2 separate regions of the Rattus norvegicus genome follow, and region 1 is linked to region 2. Evidence: chromatin contacts called from public HiChIP or PLAC-seq data. All regions are on one chromosome and are shown on one strand. Each heading gives the region's core, a stretch centred on a gene start, on an enhancer-like site or on the middle of the called end of the contact. The rest is flanking DNA. Distances are from core to core; before and after follow the strand shown.

The links. HiChIP or PLAC-seq counts read pairs in DNA pulled down with a chosen protein or histone mark.
Region 1: a contact with region 2 is called in an H3K27ac HiChIP or PLAC-seq map of oligodendrocytes, with 4 times the contacts expected there. The contact joins the promoter of Usp34 here to the promoter of Cct4 in region 2. A contact is called at or near these places in 3 of 12 Hi-C or Micro-C datasets (frontal cortex, hepatocytes and kidney) and 1 of 1 datasets of contacts at active chromatin or transcription factors (oligodendrocytes).

Annotation. Positions count from the first base shown.
Region 1 is chr14:101,485,736-101,488,435 of GRCr8, forward strand. Usp34 (ubiquitin specific peptidase 34) reads left to right here and starts at 1,418. Exons shown (of 80, transcript NM_001271196.2): 1 at 1,418-1,533. The coding sequence starts at 1,491.
Region 2 is chr14:101,191,752-101,194,451 of GRCr8, forward strand. Cct4 (chaperonin containing TCP1 subunit 4) reads left to right here and starts at 1,306. Exons shown (of 14, transcript NM_182814.2): 1 at 1,306-1,566. The coding sequence starts at 1,440. LOC134481877 (a long non-coding RNA gene) reads right to left here. Exons shown (of 2, transcript XR_010057758.1): 2 at 1-2,700.

The DNA.
Region 1 (2,700 bases), core at 168-2,667, 290 kb after region 2:
CTGTGATGACCACAGAAGTCTGAAGAGGGTCTCGAATGCCCTGGAACAGGATATAGATGGTCGTGAGCCATCATGTGGGTGTTGGGAATTGAATCCGGGTCCTCTGCTGCTCTTAACTGCTGAGCCATCTCTCTGAGCTTCTAGTTCTTAATGCAATACCAAACTTAATCTGAGTGTCCCTTTCTCTTGTTCCCTTTTGGCTCCCATTTCTTTTGACACTGGCGAAGGGGTTTGGGGGGTTTCTTAAAGTCGCTCAGGCTGCCCTCGAACTCAGAGCAACCCTCCTGCCTGCGTTTAGGAAGTACTGCCGTAAACCATCATGCCGGGCTTCGTTCCTCACGGGTAGTGGCTCTCGCTGTCTTTCTCCGATGAAAATGTTTAATAGACAATTTCCGATGAGGAATGAATGGGTAGACGCACGTTATGAGACCTCATGCGTAAAAACGAGATGTCATGGTTTCTCAATCGCGCCATTTCTAGTCCTGTCAAGGTGTCTCTCAGAACCGCACGACAGCGATAAACAGGGATTCAGGTTAAGACGCGCCCTGGGCTGTTCCATTCTCACGAAGCCAGGTGGGGAGCGAGCCGCGTGCCGGGATCCGCTGACCCGCGGCTGTCTCCACCTTCAAAGTACCCGAATGACGGCAAAGTCCACCGCTTCCCCTCGGGGCAGCGGGAGACAAGGGGGGCGACGCGCTGCGGCAGGGGACTGGGCGGGCCACCCACCTCAGCGCTGGCCGAGCCTCCTCGGAGCTCGAAGCCCAACAGGGCGGGAGAGGCCGCGTAACCGCGACCCGCCCGCAGCCTCCGCCATCTTCCACTCACCCGACTCCCCCCGCGGCAGCGGGCGGCGCGCTTCCCTTCCGGCCGCTGACAGAGATCCGGGCTGGGCGGGGTGGGCGAGCGCGCACAGGGGGTGGACCGAGGGCGGGGAGGCTGGACGGAAGAGGAAAGGGAGGGCGGCCAGAGGCTCCGGCAGGGTGTGCGGCGTGTGTGCGGAGAGAGGCGGAGGGCGGGGAGAGCAAGGGAGGGCGGAGGAATGAGAGCGCGAGGCGCCTCTCTTCGGCTCCTTCGCCTGGGCGGAAAGAGCCGAGCGCAGCCCGAGCGCTCCATTAAAATGGCGGCGGCGGCGGCGGCGGTGGCCGCGGCGTCTGGTCGGTGGTGAAGTGACTCTGCTGCTTCTCTCTCCACCCACCCCTCCCTCTTCCCTCCCCCGTCCTTCCCCCTTCCCCCGCCGCCTGGGCCTCGGCGCCCCTGAGGCCTGCACCTCCCTCACCCTCCTCCTCGCCCCCGCCCGCTCCCGCTCCCGGGCCCGCCGGCCCCCTCCCCCACCCGCGGCTCCCCGCCCCGTCCTCGCCGCCGCCCGCCCTCGCCGCTTCCCCGCCCCGCCGGCAGGCCGGCCCCCTCCCCTGCCTCTGTCCCCTCCCCCCCGCCGGTCGGGATCAGTCAGTGCGATCCTAAGCGGGGGAGGGGGGGGCGGCGGCCGAACGATGTGCGAGAACTGCGCAGACCTGGTGGAGGTGTTAAATGAAAGTAAGTAGCCGGGTAGGGGACCTGTCTGGGTGCACGGCTTGGGGTCCCCGGGCTGCTCTCCTGCCCGGCCTGCCCTCCGCGGCCTGCGGGCTGCGGCGACCGGGCCGGCCCGGCGTCCGGGCCTGTGTGCCTGGGAAGGTGCGTGGTGTCGGGGCCGTCGCGGCGCCTCGGGCCCAGGCCTCCGGGTTACCTGGGCGCCCGAGAGGCCGCGGCGCAGCCCGGGCCCGGTCAGGCCTGGGCGGTCTCGGAAAGTTTCCTCATTACAGGTGTCAATTAATGAAGGCACTAATGAGCCCTTCCGCCCCTTTCCCCCTGCGAGAAGGTGTAGGGAGGTGGGGTCGCAGGGCTAGGCTTTGCTCCGCAGTCCGAGCCTCAGGGCCGCCCTCTTTGATTTCCAGCGTGCCGGGGAGGCCTGGCTTACCTGCTAATTTTCATTAAAGTCCCTGGGAGAAGGGTGGTGATTTTTTCCTTCCCTTGAGGGTGTGTGGGTGTATTCAATCCATCTGCCAGCCCTTAAATAGCAGAAAATGAACTGCAATAGTGATGATTGGAGCTGTCTTACCTTAATTAAAAATAAAGGCGATAGTATTTCTTTAGTACCATTCGTCGCTTAAGTAGTAAAATCTATTGTAAGGAGATCTCTGTACCAACGACAACCACCCCGAGTAGTCATGGCCTGTCTCCGAAAATGAAAGGCCTTACTCTTTATTCTTTATTATTATATTACATATTTTATTTTTGGCCTTGCAAGGTTGCATTTCTGCTTAAAGAACAAGGGATATATTGCACGTCGGCTACTTATGGGCCCAGAGGCCCAGGCTGGAAGAGATGGTTTAGATGAAAAGATAATTTACACATACTTGATTTGTGAGAAATGTTCATTTGAGGTATTGGAATTCATAGTCAGTGTGATATTTTGACAGATTTCAGAACTAGCTAAACCTTTTAATTCATTCCTTTAAACAGTCGGTTTTTACTGGAATTCCCTTTTGGTTTTTTAATTTTTACTCTGTTATGGTCTTGAATTTCACTTTAATGGCTAAAATGTTTGTAATTTATTTTCAGGTATGTATTTACTTCCTGACAGATTAAAGTAGGTGTTTGTATATATTCAAACTACATTTTCCTATATTTGTGTCATCCTAAATTTTGCTAGTATTTTAAGGT
Region 2 (2,700 bases), core at 56-2,555:
TGGGGGTGTTATGGTTCCAGGACTTACACTTGAACTGCAGGGAAAACATGGGGCAGGGGCAGCTCACATCTCAAATTGTGAACAGGAAGCAGCTGGGAATGCCTGGCAACTTTTGAAACAAATTCTGTCCCCAGTGATACACTTACTCCAGCAAGACTACACCTTCTAAGCTTCTCTGATCAGAGCTACCCACTGGGAACCAAGTATTTGTCTGAAACTGGGGGTGGGGGGGGGTCATCTCAAACCACCACAGTACCAGCACCTGTTCTTTTCATATAAACCAGTTGTCTCAACTGCCATAGAATGTTTATGTACTGTGAGGGAGGGGTAAACTAGTCTTTGAAAAAGATGTATCCCCCGGATGGAGGGGGTGGTGCAGTGGGGGAGGACTTGAAAACTTCATCTTAGTCTTAATAGCCTGAGTTCGTGTCAAAGCTCCTCGTGATCACAGGACTAAGTCCATAAAACAATTTTTCCTTAACCTACTGCAGGCATGTGGCACCTTATGGGTTCTCAATGATTAACTGTGAACTACTAGTGAACAGGTATTACCTATATAAACTTCCCTAGTCAATGATAGTGCTTATAGAAACCTTGGAAGTTTACCTAGAGACAGATTCCATCGCCTTACTGTGGTTGACCCTGGGCTTTAGTGCCATCATCCATAAAGCAAAGACGATGGCACCTATTTCACGGGATTATGAGGAGGAATAGGTAAGGTAAAGGGTGTAAAGGCTTCACACTTTGTTCAGCAGATAACTACTAATCAGTTATTACTATGTTTATGTTCCCTAAGAGTCAGTGGCTACGTTTATGGAAGAGGTCGTAACTAGAAGGCAGACTGGATTTGGCAGGCAGTCACAGCTCCACAACTATTAAGATTCTGTGCCATTTGACCAGTGTATTTAAACCCCTAGGCAGGCAAAAAATATATACACAAGGGAAGAAACTTATTCATGGCAAATTTTTCCTCCAACACCTTTGCAAAGTGAATAAACTAGGAATAAAATTTAGAATTTTGATATAGATGTCTGGAAAATGCCGGCTGCGCCACACCCACTCCGGAACAAAGCCAGGGCTGTCACGGCTTCGTCAACATGACTAGCAGGAGCGAGTGGCTCCGGTCTACATAGAATGGCACCTGTCACGCCTTTAAAACCTCCCGCTCCATCTCAGCGCCCAGGCACAGGGACCGGTTGACTGTCCGCTCCCGGGATCTCCGCGCGCGAGCTCCGCGGCCGGCGTGCGGCGGACAGCCCCTGACGTCATATCTGCGCCGGCACCACCGCAGGCCCCTTCTTCGGCTTCCGCCTTCTCTCCCGGCGTCGCTTTCTGGAAGGTTCGTGGAGGCGGCGGCCAGGGAGACCGTTACTCCACAGCAGGCCGGAATCCGTGTCCATCGGTCCTCCTGAACCCGCGCAGACGCCATCAAAGTCGCCATGCCGGAGAACGTAGCTTCCCGAAGCGGGCCGCCCGCAGCGGGGCCGGGCAACCGCGGGAAAGGCGCCTACCAGGACCGCGACAAACCGGCCCAGATCCGCTTCAGCAACATTTCCGCGGCCAAAGGTATCACCCCTCGCCGGCCCGCCTAGCGGCAATACGGCCCAGCCTCTCACTGTGACCTTAGCCTTGGGTGGGTTGTGTTCCTTCAGAGGTGGTCTCGTCCGGTGGGCGCAGCTTTCTACTGAGTACTCCGGCGTGGAGGCCTCGGACACGCCCCATTGTGGGTCGCGGTGCTCCCTAGTTCATCCCCTGCGGGCTTGGGCGGTGTTCGTCACGTTGGTGCGGACAACGGATGGTATAAGATGCTGAAATGCAATGATCCTTGAGATCTGACGCTTCAGAACTAAAGCTTGGCTGTTCGTTAAACCTAGTGGTAGACGGCATAGTTAAATGAACTTTCTTTTTTGGTTCCGTGGATAGACAGCATAAATTCCACTTAACCTGCACGTGGGGAACATGATGAAAAACAGACAGGCCTGAGTTTTATTCTCTGCATGTGTTATTTCATGTTTTTGACCTCTGAACCAAAGTTCCCTTACTATCAGTCCGGGGAAGATAAATCTTTGCTTTCTGTAATTGTGAACATTTAGAGAAACCGAACTGGAGAAGAAAAAAAAATATGGAAGGAAAATTAAGAACAAAGCTTTTAGAGATATTGCCAGGGTTTATTTGGGTTGGAGAAAAAGATGCATGATTCGAGAAGTGAAATTGCTGTCCTGTCTTTGGAAAGTCCTGGAACCCAGGGAATCATTGGCTTTATTTTCAATAAAGCTGTAAGTTGGGTGAGGGAACAGTTTATTTGCAGGGTTGCTGGGAGAATTAAATGTGAACCTGTACGAAGTAAACCTTGGGAGTATTGCAGTCAACCAGCCCAGGTGACCGCAGTGTGTTGGTGCTGTGAGGGTGCAGGGTGGACCTTAAGGAGTTGGAGAAGTTGGCAAGGTGGTCGGTCGAAGAGTCTTTTGGAAGTTTGGAGTGAATACCTGACACCTAGAAATTTATTGGGTTCATTAATTATGTATGTGGTGGTGGAGTTATTGGGATGTTGAAAAATCGAGCCGATTGAGTGACCAAAGAGTGTATGCTATATACAAAATGGGATGTTTTTACTTCAGGCAGCCATCTTTGCTAGGGTTTCTATTACTGTGAAAAAACAGATTACAGAGTAACCTTTTTTAAAGATGGATTTATTTATGT